Regions from separate parts of the Ovis aries genome. Here region 2 is linked to region 1. A link is a contact called in public Hi-C data. All regions are on one chromosome and are shown on one strand. The core of a region is the stretch at or near the end of the contact, and the rest is flanking DNA. Distances in the headings are between cores, read along the strand shown. Region 1 holds the start of PTBP3 (polypyrimidine tract binding protein 3). Region 2 holds the start of UGCG (UDP-glucose ceramide glucosyltransferase).

The links. A called contact is a pair of places that touch in the nucleus more often than the background predicts.
Region 2: a contact with region 1 is called in a Hi-C map of muscle, with 3 times the contacts expected there. The contact joins the promoter of UGCG here to the promoter of PTBP3 in region 1. A contact is called at or near these places in 2 of 16 Hi-C or Micro-C datasets (muscle and skin fibroblasts).

Annotation. Positions count from the first base shown.
Region 1 is chr2:11,218,965-11,225,955 of ARS-UI_Ramb_v3.0, forward strand. PTBP3 (polypyrimidine tract binding protein 3) reads left to right here and starts at 3,216. Exons shown (of 15, transcript XM_060408912.1): 1 at 3,216-3,365. LOC114112783 (a long non-coding RNA gene) reads right to left here and starts at 2,890. Exons shown (of 2, transcript XR_006058562.1): 1 at 2,630-2,890; 2 at 1-2,225.
Region 2 is chr2:11,653,807-11,660,557 of ARS-UI_Ramb_v3.0, forward strand. It overlaps UGCG (UDP-glucose ceramide glucosyltransferase), which reads right to left and starts at 1,376. Exons shown (of 9, transcript XM_004004013.5): 1 at 881-1,376. The coding sequence starts at 978.

The DNA.
Region 1 (6,991 bases), core at 1,966-4,465:
TATATGCTAGCAATTATGATTCTGTATTTGTCAGGGGATAAAATGATATTAAAATGTCTCCCTCCTAGATTCATCAAATGGCTGGTCTTATCTCTGACTTAAATTGGGATCTTTTTATTTTTCTATCTTAGGTATTATTTTTCTATCTTAAGTAATCTTACCTATAAACATGAATAGGGTAACATGTGTGTGCTAAGTTGCTTCAGTCATGTCAGACTCTGTGACCCCATGGACCACAGCCTGCCAGGCTGCTTTGTCCATGGGATACTCCAGGCAAGAGTACTGGAGAGGACTGCCATGCCCTTCTCCAGGGCATCTTCCCCACCCAGGCATCGAATTCACGCCTCTTATATACGTCTCCTGCACTGAGAGGCCCTTTCTTTACCACTAGTGTCATGAGCAGGGTAATAATGTTGGTTAAATGTTAACTACCACTGCATATTGCAATGTTTTAAGGCAAATGTTCAAAGGTTACATTTCGCCCAAACATCATAATGGAGGGGGTAGGGAGTGTCTCATTAGATGAAGGTGTTTCAGGGCAATTTCTTACAATAAAAATTAGAATAAAAACAAAAGAAGGTAAAGTGTTAGAAAATTTAAACTAAATTATTTTAACTGTCTTACTTTTCAAAAGTAAAGAGCAATTAGCAAATAAAGACTGTGTTATCATCAGGAATCCAGTATACAGAACATATAGCTCTTTATGTCAAGGCAGGTCACGTGGGTGATTATCTGATCGTTCCAGAAACTCAGAAACTTACGCTGATATTATAGGCCACAGCTTTCTAATGCCATACGTATTATAGGAATAGCTAGTATTCTAAAAGTGGTCATAGAAGAACTAAATTCTATTCTATATATTGTTTCTGAATCAGAGAAACTCACAAACCTATGGCGTTCAATCCATGAAAAATCTTTGAAACTTATGGCCAAGAGGCAGGGGAGGGGCCAGGGTTTCACCTTGTGTTCTGTCCTGAGTTGTCTTCTTACTATCTAGGCTTCTGTTGCACAACTGGATGTGACTGGTTTAGGAAACGCCATACAGTTCTGTTCATTTCAGTCAGGTACACTTTACACTGGAGACCTTTCAAAGTTATTTTTGGTACTATGGACAGTGAGTGTGAGACAGACTTCACATTTATTTTTTAATACTGAAATCTGTCAGCTATCATAAGGCACTGGCTAAGAGAAATACAACTTCTAAAAGTATAAATTGGTTCCGCTTTTGGGAATCATTTTGTCAATATTTATGAAATCTGAGAATGCTTATGCCTTTTGTCCTCCAATTCTGTTTCTAGGAATCTATTCCTTGATATAATCACATACAAGCAAAGATGCTCATACATATATGATGTTCTTTGCAGTACTGTTAATTATTTTGAATAATTAGAAACAATGTAAATTTCCACTATTTTGGAAAAGGTTAAATAAAATTATGGCACATGAAATAATAGTATTAAAAAGAATTAAGTAGATTTTTAAGTGAAAAGAGGAAAAAATGGTGAGGGTGTTGGAAGGTGCACAACTGTTAAGTGGCTATCATGGGCAAGGGGGTAGCTTGTGAAGAGAAATAATACCTTTTTATATTTAAAGTTGTTTTGAATTTTCCAAAATGAGCATGTATGTATATTACTACTTGCATAGCTTAAAAAAAAATTGAGGCAATTTTATCAACAGAATATATTCCCCAAACAACAGGAAGACCTCATCAGCTACTTATCTTGCTGGTATTTTTAATACCCATCTGGCAAAGTAGGGTGGCAATGTTTACAACTGCAACTTCATATTTAGATTTAACATAAGAATCAAAGCATATTTGACCTTTTGAAAAGTGCGATTTAGGTTAGATAACAGTATTTTTAAAATGATCTTTCTTAATAAGATACCTGAGGTATTCAAAAATTGTGTTTTGTCAACAAACAAATAATAAACTAAGGGAGGAATGCAGCAACCGTCAAGACTGGAACCTGATTTTCTTGGTCAGCCCTGCAGTGCTTGGCAAATAGTAAGCAACAAATATTGACTGAAAAGATGGGTGAATCAACAGTTTAAGTCTTTTCAGTAGCACCCACTTTTTAAAAAGCAGGATAGTAGCAAGGATAGATGATGGAGCTTGTAGTTACTGGCTTTTCGAATGAGGCTGAGAAGGAGCTGTCCCCTCTTTCTACCCAGGAAGTTAAGAATTTGGTGGAGGACAGTGTTCAGTGGCTCACGTCTTGGGCGATCTGTGAATCGAAAAATCATTCAATTTCAGAACCAAACAGAATATGAGGGGAAAAAAACCGAGTTGCCACTACTTATATTCTTATAATTTTGCTCAGACTAAAAGGAAAGGGTTTCTGTGGGTGTCAAACTGTCGGCAAATCACTCGTCTAAATTTTCATCTGAAAAACGAGAATAAGCACTCTTTCATAGGTTTCTGTTGTTGTTGTTTTTTTTTTAATAGGGAAAATGTGGAAACTTTTATAAAATGCTACCAATATAGTGGCCATTCCATACAGTGCAATGAATGTTTCCTGTAAATTCAATGCCAGACTGAGTGGAAGAGCACTCAGAGAATAAAGCTGTATATTCTCAAGTTCGGGGTAATCTCATTCACCTCTTTCATCTTCATCCCAACCTCACCTACCGAGCCGGTGCGGGTCACCGGGCGGGCGACCGGCGCTTCCCTGGGCTGCCAGGCCGGGGGAAGCCCACAGACGGCGCCTGGCCTCGGTGCTCGGGGCCGAGCCGACAGTCTCGCCCACCCGGGGCAATTTCGCGGCGGTTCTGGGGCTCTCGCGGGACACTCCTACCTACTGTCCGGAGTCGGGTCCCCAACGTTTTTCCCGCTGGTACAGGGAGGTGTCCAAGCTAGGGAGCCCCCGGGCGGAGGAGGCGGAAGGCAGGCGAAGCCCGCGGGGGCGCGGGGCGGGGTGTGGGGGGGGGGGTGGGGGCGGCGAAGCGGGAAGCACAAGGCGCGCGCTCCCGCGAGCAAGGAGGCCGGCGGGGGCGGGGGGCGCGCGCCGGGGCGGGGCACCCGGAGGCGGGGTCTCTAGGGAGGCAGCAGGAAGAGGGCGCCCTGGAGCCGAGCCGGAGAGCGGCTGAGGGCGGGGCCCAGGGAGGGCGTCGACGCTGAGGGGCGGGGTGAGGCGAGGCGGGGACGCGCTCGGGGGGTGGGGAAGGCGGGGGCGCGGCGGTGGCGGGAGCGTCCCTGGTCTCCGCCCCTGTTTCCCACTCTCTCTCCACCTCCGACCGGCCGGGGCTCAGGAGAGGCGCCGTTTGCCGGTTCCCGGAGCCGCCCTGTTGCCGCCGCCTCCTTCCTCCGCTCGCGGTGAGCCCGTCAGTCCCCGCACTGTGCTCGCCTCCGTCTGGGCCATGGATGGGTAAGTGCTCGGCGGCGCGGCGGTCACCGGGCTGCGCTCGTCCTCTTTTCCGCAGCTCTCGGCCGGACGCGCCGGAGCTGGGAAGCCGGGCGCGGCGCCGGCGACCAGAGGAGCGGCCCCGGCAGAGCCCGACGGCGGGGCTTCCGGGTGCCTCCTTTGGGGAGCCACGCATCGCGGAGAGGCGGTCCGCCGCAGCCTCTCTTTCCCCCTCGGGGCGCCCCCCTACCCCGTCCTGCCGCCTCTGTACACCCTCGCCCCGGGAAGCGGCGGAAAGCCCGGGGCAGACCCGGGTTCCGAGGTCCGCCCTCCGCCCGAGAGTCGAGGGAGCCCGGCCCGGCCTCCCGACACTTCCTCTCAGAAAATGGTGCGCGGCGCTGGGGGAGGCGGAGGCGGCGCTCGGGGCGGGCGTCCTCCCGCTCGGGGAGTTGGTGTTTACCGGTGAGGTGGGGCGAGCGCTGGAGCTTCCCCTGGCGGGGAGACGAGTGGCCGCGGAGTGGCGGACGGCGAGGGCACGCGCCGGTAAACGTCTGGGCGGCGACCCGGTCCCGGAGCCGGGGCCCCACGCGGTCTCCGGGCTTGTGCTGGGAGCTTGTTACGATTACGGTACTCCGGGAGTCTGGACTCGGTGAACAGGGATGCGTCCCTTTACCAACCCCACCTCCGCCCCCAAGGAACTTCGTGAATTCCCTGCGCTGTATGCAGAAAAAAAAAGTGCGATTTTCCAGGCGGTTTGAAACGCTCTAAAAGTGAATGAAATCTGTGGCTAAAGTAAAGATGTAGGATCATCGGTGTAAATATTTCTCTGGGGACTCCTTGGGTGGGACCAAACCAATATTTGAATGATTAAGAAAATAACTAGGTTAGATCTTAGTGAATTAGTTGAAGATCCTAGTATATGTCTGTCAAGGTTAAAAAAAAAAATCTCCTGCTCTCTTAGAGCCTGCAGATCCACTTACTTATTTTCATTATGCACTTGAGATTTTGGTTGGCCTGTTACTCGATTTTGATGGCAAGATTTCTGTAAACCTCTTGGTTGTAGAATATATGGAACTTGCTTGTACAGTAAAATCACGTATATGTTGCCATATAGTTGATTGTTGTCGTGCTGTGTAAAGATCTTCCTGTGTAAAAGGATCTTCGAACAATTTTTGCCTTCATTAGATTTCATTTATCCTAGTTTTATAAATCTATAAATATATTTGAATGCAGATTGCACAGTATTACAGACGTTAGACAAAATGCAATTTTAGATTTCGCTTATTGTGATGTCCTTTAAAGTATTTTTAAGATTTAATTGAAGCTGTTTTTATTGTTTAACTGAAGCTTTTCTGAGAGCACTGTTAAAAACTCGTTTTACATCACCTTTTTTCAACTGCACTTTCTATGAGTGCAAAATTTTGCTATCTTAATTATTTGTGTGAGTATGCCAGTATTTCATTTGAGCAAGGCTGTGAAAGTGGTATTTTCATTATGTGTAGTGAATTGTCTTGACTAGTGGTTTAACGTGAGACGTGGAAGCAGCCTAGCTTTTTGTATTGGAAACTTTACAGTGTTATAAAGAGGACTCTTGGATTATGCATCTTCGCTGTTAAACTCTTGAGCAATTGTGAAGTGCACACTTACTCTTTTGGGTAGTGTTTAAGAAATTAACTTTTTCTTCCTCCTAAATGTGGTTTGAAAACTGAAAATGAGTTTATTGGTTTAAGTATATGAGGCAATAAGAAATACTGAAAGGTAAGTTCATTTGGGAGTTCAAGTAGGAGCATGCTCTTTGCATCCGGACCAATACTGTGGTATACCTTACACAATCTAATTTTTTATCCACAGATGTCAGAGATATCACATTTAAATTTAAAACAAATTCGAGTTTCCAAAGTGTATAAGAAAAAATTTTAATCTATATCGTTATTGTTTAAAACAAATTTGCATCATTAGACAAATATAAATTTGTTTACTTCTATTAAATAATGATATAGGTTATTAACAATATATAGAATTTTATTAGAGCTTTCTTTTAGAAGATATTGAGACAAACTTAATTGAAAACAGTTTCTTTTGGGTTAGAAGAGATGGATTTTTGTTTGGCAGAACTATATAGGGTTTTTTACATCTTGATGTTAAGGGATATGGTTTTTAACTCAGTGAATTTATACTTTCAGGAGGCTAATTAAATTTCTACATTTTTCCATAGCCTGAAAAAAGGTCCTTTTTCATTATTTTGGATAGTTAAGAAACCAGCAAACCTCCAGTCAACATATCTTCCTAGTTCCACCTCAGAGGCCAGCTGCCCTGTGTGTGTATGTGTGTGTATGTTCATTTCTCTTTGAGGTAATTTGATCACAGATATGATTCGGTAGGACTCTTTCAAAAGCAAATCTTTGACAGTTTTGATGTCTGAAGGCTGACGTTTGTAATTATTTTAGTTCTAAGGCTGTCTTAGTTATATTTTGGTGAGCCATTTGGGTGGTGGATGCAAATTTTCAAGATATTTTCTATTTCTATAAAATCCACTCACTGGTTTTGTTTCAGGTAAAACTTTAAGTATGGTTACTCATGCCAGTGATTTAAAAGAATGAACTTTGGTGATTATAAGGCTTGGCTGGATTTGTTAAATAGAGGTAAATGGATAAACCCATTTTCATTTATTGAAACAATTATTTTTCTAAATACTGAAAAAGAATTTGATTTATTATTTGTTTCTTACATTGGCTGTTAAAGCTTTGCTTTTACACTCTGTTGGCTAGACTGTCCCATCGCTTTTCTTTGTATTAACATTTCACAACTTGTCACATTCTTATTTTTATTATTTATTATAATGCTTTTTCTTTTTTCTTTATCTTATCTCTGTCTTTTAAAAACTTGTTTCTAACTTTGTTTTCCATTTTCTCTTTTTACTTTTTCCATACAGTGTTGTTACAGATCTTATAGCAGTCGGTTTAAAGGTAGGAATCTTTTAATATCCTTCCATAAGCATTTAAAAATCTTAGTTTTGGCATTTTTTTTCCAGTGGTGAAATCATCTCACCTGTTCATAAAATTACCTGTTTTTCCGTATGGTAATAATCTTTTGTCTTTATTTAGCTCCACCATTAGTATACCTGTAGGTTTTATGTATGTATAAAGAGTGGTGACAATATTATCTTGTTTCTATAAAATGTGAACAAAAAGTTTCACTTGAACTGTCAGTGTATTTGTTTGTTTTTGTCTTGTTTTAACAGTTACATGTAACCTTGGCTCTGATTTATTTTCCTGTCATGTCCTTCCATTTATCTTCTCTTGGATACATTTCTGAGTAATAAAATAAAAATAGCAGCTAAAGTTTCTTCAGTTCCTATTATATGCAAGCTGCTTTACATATATCTCACTAATCATTAAAATGTTCATTCAAATTAGGTATTAATATTCCAATTTTAGAGATGAAAAATAGGTTCAGAAAGTTTATGTTTAAGGCATGGTGCCTCAGAGTTCAAACCCATGTCTTTGTGGTTCCAAAACCAGACTTTTCTTTTTTTATTTTTACCTCACTGCCAGTAATGAGGAGGGTACTTGTCTACAAGATGAACAGCAGGAAAGCTGCATAATTAATATTTTACAATAATGAGTCTTCCAAGTTACAAGTCATTTCAG
Region 2 (6,751 bases), core at 126-2,625, 430 kb after region 1:
CCATTTTAAAGACAGTCAAACAATTAAAATATCAAAAATAGTTACACACCCTATGTCATACTCATCCCATTACCCGATTTTATTTTATTTCATAGTCTTTATCACTATCTGAAATAACCTTATTCGGATTTTAATTATGTCTCTCCCTTCTGGAATGTAAGCTCTATGAGGACAGGAATTCTGTCGTGCTTGATACTGTGTCTTCAATGAATGGTATCTAATGAAAAGGTATGTGCCTGGGGGGCGGGGCGGACCCAATCTAAAGACAAAATATAAGGAATTGGGGGGTGGGGGGTAGCCACACTGAAATGTACAAGCTGACGTGACTTAAGGTTACACCACCAGTTCAGAGGTTTGGTGGACGTTTTTCAAGATGGACAGGTGCTTCACATCTATCTAAGGACAGAAAGCTTATCCAGGAAGAAGAAAATCCACAGGGAGGTCTCCAGGTGGCTGCGTGCAGCTCCCAGAAGAGTGGAAATGATCACCATCATAATAGAAACGTGGCCCAGGTCGAGAGAGGGAAAAAAACCTCACAATACACCATACATCTTGGCCCAGATGAAAAACCACACGAATCCATAGCACAATCAAACCAAGCAAGCAACCCTCCGCCCTACACATAAAAAGAGTACAGTCTCTTTCCGCTGGCTGTGAAGTCGCCTGCCGCCCAGCCACCCCCTCACTGGTCACTTCTCTCTTCCAATGAACCCCCCGGCCCAGCTGATCCAAGGCTAGAGAGACTGGGAGGGAGAGTCTGAAAATTGGCTGTCTCCACCCCCATCCGAGCCCAATCTCCTCCAAAGCGAAATTCCTCCTACCCTCGCCTGTCCCCGAGGCCTGGACCCCGCCGCGGGTCCTCCAGCTGCCCCTCACTCACGTGTAGATGATGGCCATGAAATGCATCAGCCACAGCACCAAGAAGAGGACGAACCCGAAGACGGCCATTCCCTCCAGGGCCAGGTCCAGCAGCGCCATCCCCCGGCCCGGCCCGATCCGGCCGCCGCAGCGGACAGCGCTCCCGCAGGAGGAGGACTGGGTGGGCGCCCGGCGCGGGGGCGCAGAAGAGGAGAGAAAGGTGGGGAGAGGAAGGGGCGGAGGGGGTGGGGGCGGAAGGGGCGGGCAGGGCCTGCGCGCCCCCGCCCGCGCGCTCTCCCTCGCGCGCTGGCCCGGGCGCGCTCGCGGGTGCCGGCGCTGCGGTGGCCGGGCTCAGTGGTCAGGTCGGCCGTGGCCCCGCGCTCCCGCTCGCCTCTCCACCTCTTCGCGGCCGCCTGCCGGACCCCGCGCGCCTGCGCCGCCGCCTTCCCGCAGCCTTGGCGCCGGGCTCCGGGCAGCGCAGCTCCGCGCCTTGCTCTGCCGTCGCAGCTCCGAGCACTAATCGAAACCGCCCGCTGGCGCCCCGACTCCCCGGCGCACCCCGCCCCGCCCCGGCCCTCCGAAACCGCGGTCCCGCCCTCCGAGGGGCGGTGCGCGCCGCTCCTCTCCGCCCACCCTGCCGCCCTCGCGCTGGTGGCGTCACTGTCGTGAGCGCGCCCCTGGGAGGGCTAGTCTGGGTGTTCCTCTCCAGCCGCCGGCCGCCGCCCACCTCTCGGCGACCGGCGAATGCGACCCGGGCAGCCGCCTCTGTCGGCGGAGCGCGACCCTGTGTCCAGCTCCGAGGACACTTTCCCTTTGTCCGGCTCTGGTGTGCCAGGGCGTCCTAGGAAAAGGCCCGGGGTTCCAGGCAGCCCCGAGTTGTCGCGCAGTGCAACTTCCAAAGCTGTGTCCGCAGTCTCTGCGCCGGGCATTGCCCGGAGCGGCCCAGACCTTCCAAGGCACGTTCCTGGGCGTCCGGATCTGTCCCATTGCCTTTCTCCCTTGCTACTTTCAATGCTGTCGAGCCTTGGATCACAACGTACCGAGAGTGAAGTCTTCTGCTTCACAGATCTCTAAGCACCTTAGAAGCAGCATGTATGTAACATACAAGAAATTCTCAAACTCTGGATGTAAAGGATTAGCTGATTCTGAAGTCCTCTAAGACTCCTGCCCAATATGATAGCCATAGGGGCTATTGCGCGCTTGAAATGTGGATAGCAGGAACTAAATGAGTTGTGTTACGAATGTAAGTCATACACCTAATATGAAGTGATACACTTGATGTCATTAATTTTATATTGATTTCAAATTTTAAGAATATTTTTGATACGAGTTAATTTATTAAAATTGTTTCGCTGCCTTTGCTGCTGTTTTTTAAATTCTGCTAGCTACTAGAAGATTTTAAGTTACCCAGGAGGATAGCACTCTAAAATGGAAAGATGTGGCATTTTGGATAGTAAGGTAACCTACTGTTTATCTTAATTTAAATCAGTCCAGGGAGATGTTTTAATCTAGTACTAAACGTTTCTCTTTCTTTAGCCTAGATGAGTTTATGTAGATTCTTCACTGTTTTATGTTTAGACAAGTGTTTATTATTTCAAATGATTTCCTTTTACATAATCCATGACTCCCTAGAGAGATTTCAGAATAGATTTCAATTTTGGAAAGAAGTTGTTTATCATTGTTATTTATATAGTTGATATTGATCGAATGAACTACCTCAATCTACAATTAAATGAGAAACTACAATCAGAAAGGGGCTTCCCAGGTGGCTCAGTTAGAAAGAATCCACTTGCATGCAGAACACAGGGGTTACCCTGTGTCAGAAAGATCTCCTGGAAAAGGAAATGGCAACCTACTCCAGTATTCTTACCTGGAAAACCTCATGGACAGAGGATTTTGGCAGGCTACAATCCATGGGATAGAAAAGATGTATACGACTTAGCGACTGAGTGTACGCACACCTTTAGAAGAGTTTGAATTAACGTCTATGTTGAGAACCAATCCTGGATTTGCTGTATCCTTTGTTTTACCTGGGTAAAGTCAGTAAGAAAGAACAAGACTTAGAAACCAGACTTCATTGTTGAGAGTTACTGGTTGATAAAGTTATAGCTCGATAGTGTACTAGCATGGAAATAACACTACAAGTGAAAATTTTTAAATGTCACTATTTTAGTTAATTCTGACTTAAAAAGAAACATTTGAATACATTTTAACATTTCTGAAATGGATCTCACAGTCAATGGCATTTTACAATTAATTGGTGTTTTTTCCTTAGTTGTACGTAAAATAATGCTGCATCTTACCATTAATGTACTGTTAAGATATGATGAACTACATCAGTTGGTCAGTTTAAGCATTTTGTGTTATTCTGCATTTATCCAAATTGTTTGGAACCTTACAATGAAGGATTTTAAAATCAATGACATGGAAAATGAAGCCAAAGAAAAGTGAAAGAATCAAATATTCTTAAGAGTTAACAGAACTCCTCTAATTGGATATAACTAGTAGATAGAAGATTTGCTGTGTTGTACTTTAGCCTATTTAAATTTAGTCTGTCCAAGCCTGGTTGATAATTTTAAAGGAGTAGCGTCAGAATGTGTAATCCTAAGGTTATATAGGTTTCCCAGGTGGTGCTAGTGGTAAGAACCCACCTGCCAACGCAGGAGACATGAGACCTGTGTTCAGTCCCTAAGTGGGGAAGACCCTCTGGAGAAGGGCATGGCAACCCACTCCAGTATTCTTGCCTTGAGAATTCCAGGGACAGAGGAACCTGGCTGGCTACAGTCAATGGGGTCACAAAGAGTTGGACAAAAATGAGTGACTAACACTTTTATTTCACTTTCAACATTCTTTATATATGATAAAAGTATAAATTTCTTCCATGTAGCATAGCAGCATAGAAGTTTAGTAAAAACCCTGTCCGCTGATCTTACTTTTGGCAGTTTACATTGTTTTGGTTGCTTGTCTAAAGGGCTCTCCTGTCTCTTTGAACACCAATTCTACCAAGTTCAGGGCCTCTGACTTTTTTCAGTGGCAATTTAGTAGCATTAGTGATTTAAATATGTACATTTTTAAGGAGCAGTGTTTTTAGAGATAAACAAAACCCACATTTGACTGTCATTTAATGGCCATGGATAGTTTAGTTTTAAAACCTTAACAAGAAAAGGATTTAAAATGTCTAGTTCAACCACGTAGTTGGAACACATTTTTGGTTTGAACCAAATCCAGACCAAAATAACTGTAGCTGATTCCAACTGAAATGAAATTATATTGGTTCTAGTTCTATGTCCCAGAAAAGACAAGAACAGAGGCTGGGAGAACATAGGTACTTAAGTTAACTTAGAGCAATGAAACAAACTTTGGCAAGTTGATCGTTACACTGTGCCCCAAATGCCTATATTTAAAAGTGCATTTACATTTTTAAAAGTTGTAACATTTTCAATAATCAGGATTCTTAATTTGGATTGTGTCTAAGAAAAAATTCATATTTACTGAGATTTCTAAAAAAAATCATATTTAAAATATGACACAAAAGCTCTGCCTACAGAAAAAAAGGCTAAAAGTGCATCAGACAATCAGTTGTAACTACTTGTCTTTGAGAAATGAAATGTATTCACTTTTTTAAATCTACCTTTTTATATTGTTGACTTTCTATATTGAGCATTATTATTTCCACAGAGAAAAATTACCATTTTGTGTCTTATAAATGAGTTAACCAATGATGAAAAAATCACAAGAAATTTGAAAATTTTTAAAATAAAAATTATGACTGATACAATCACATTGGAAGATAGTTTGACATTTACTTACAAAAGTAAACATACTCTTAACCATACAATCCAGCAATCACACTCCTTGTTTAATCAAATGAACTGAAAACATATTCATACAAAAACCTGCATGCAGATGTTCATAGCAGCTTTATTCCTAATTGCCAAAACTTCTCAGGTAAAGAACCCACCTGCCAATGCAGGAGACATAAGAGATGTGGGTTTGATCTCTGGGTTGGGAAAATCCCCTGGAGAAGAGCATGGCAACCCACTCGAGTATTCTTGCCTGGAGAATCCCGTTGACAGAGGAGCCTGGTGGGCTACAGTCCATAGGGTTGCAAAGAACTGGACATGACTGAGGTGACTTAGCACAAATGCATGCACGCCAAAAGTTGGAAGCAACCAAGATGTCCATCTGTAGATGACTATTGTCTGGTCCATCCATATGGTGGAATATTTTTACATGCTAAGAAGAAATTAATTATCAAGTCATGAAAATACATGGAGAAATTTAAATGCATGTTATTAAGTATAATAAAATAAGCCAGTCTGAAAAGGCTACATACTGTAGAATTGCAACTATATAACATTCTGGAAAAAGCAAAATTATGGAGACAGTAAAAATGTCAGTGATTGCCAGAAGGGAGTGAGCCGGGTGGTGGGGGGGTTCCCCCTTCCTGCAACAGAGGCAGGTCACAGAGGATTTTTATGGCAGTGAAACTATTTTGTATAATGGTAGATACATGTATTACACATTTGTCAAAAAACCATAGAATGTACAACACCAAGAGTGAACCCTAATGTAAACCATGGACTTTGGGTGACTGTGATGTGTCAATATAGGTTCATCAGCTACAACAAATATACCAATCTGGGCAAGGTGTTGACAGTGGGGAACTGTGCATGTGTTGGGCAGGAAGTATAAGGGAACTCTGTATTTTCTATTCAGTTTTACTGTGTACCTAAAACTGCTTTTAAAAATAAAGTCTATTTTAAGAAAAATTAGTGAGTGCTACACAAACACACACACACACACAAAAGTATTGGAAACATTCCAGGTGTCTGAATTCATGAAATAAACTAGTTTGTCATCACATCCCAAGGCTTCCCATCTTCTAGGGAGTCAAATATTTGTTGAACAAGTAAATTAGTTTATTTAAATGGATCTGCATTGAGAGAAACCACTAGAAATGTTGCTCAACTTTCTCCTTTGATTGCAAATGCTTTAAACATTTTTTTTTTTCCTTTGTGGAAAAGAAATACATATTAACTACCCATGCTTTTTCTTCAGATTGCAAAGTTAGAACACAGAATTAGAGTGAGAGTAACTACATATTAGTTCACCTAATCGCAATCTGAAGACCTGCCCCAAAGCCCATGCTCTACTTGGCAGAGTCAACAGCATCATTTTTATGTCAATATTGGACATTCAATATTGAACAACAGGGGTCCACTTAGACACAGATTTCTTTTTTCAGTAAATACTACTATAGTGCTACATGATCTGATGTTGTTTGAATGTGGTTAATGTGTTATTTTTAAAAGATAGGTTTACTGTAAATCTTCAGCCCTATTTAAAAAAAAAAAAAACTTCTTTAAAAAGTAAAAAGTGATCCTCCAAAAACTGGGTACATTTGAAGTTTCAAAAACAAAGTTAGAATCAATTGATTCTGCAAATTTGTGGTGCTAATGCCCAAAGAAACAATTTAATTCTTGGCCTTCCCCCTATCCCCTAAGCCTGTTTGAAATTAGTAGAAAAAATGCCTTATCTACTTATCAGCTCAGGTGCTTAACCTACAGTCATTTTGTTACCCATTAAATGGTAACTTTGTAAAGGCCTTCACATCCTAAGATACTGTATCACTATGAATAGGCTTCAAATGTACAAAGGTCTTAGGCAGATTGTCAGTTTAGGGCCTCATCTTGATAAACCACTGGTATAGTGTGTTTGTATGTTACAGGTGTGGTCCAGGGTAGAGCCAAGAGTTTACTAGAGTTCATTTCATTCTCAGCTGTTTTGCTAACTGGTACCCAAGTGACTAATTAAAATGTTAATTATACTCATTTCCTTTCAAATACCATACTTGATTTTGTTTTAATCCATAGTATGCTAGGTTGAAGCA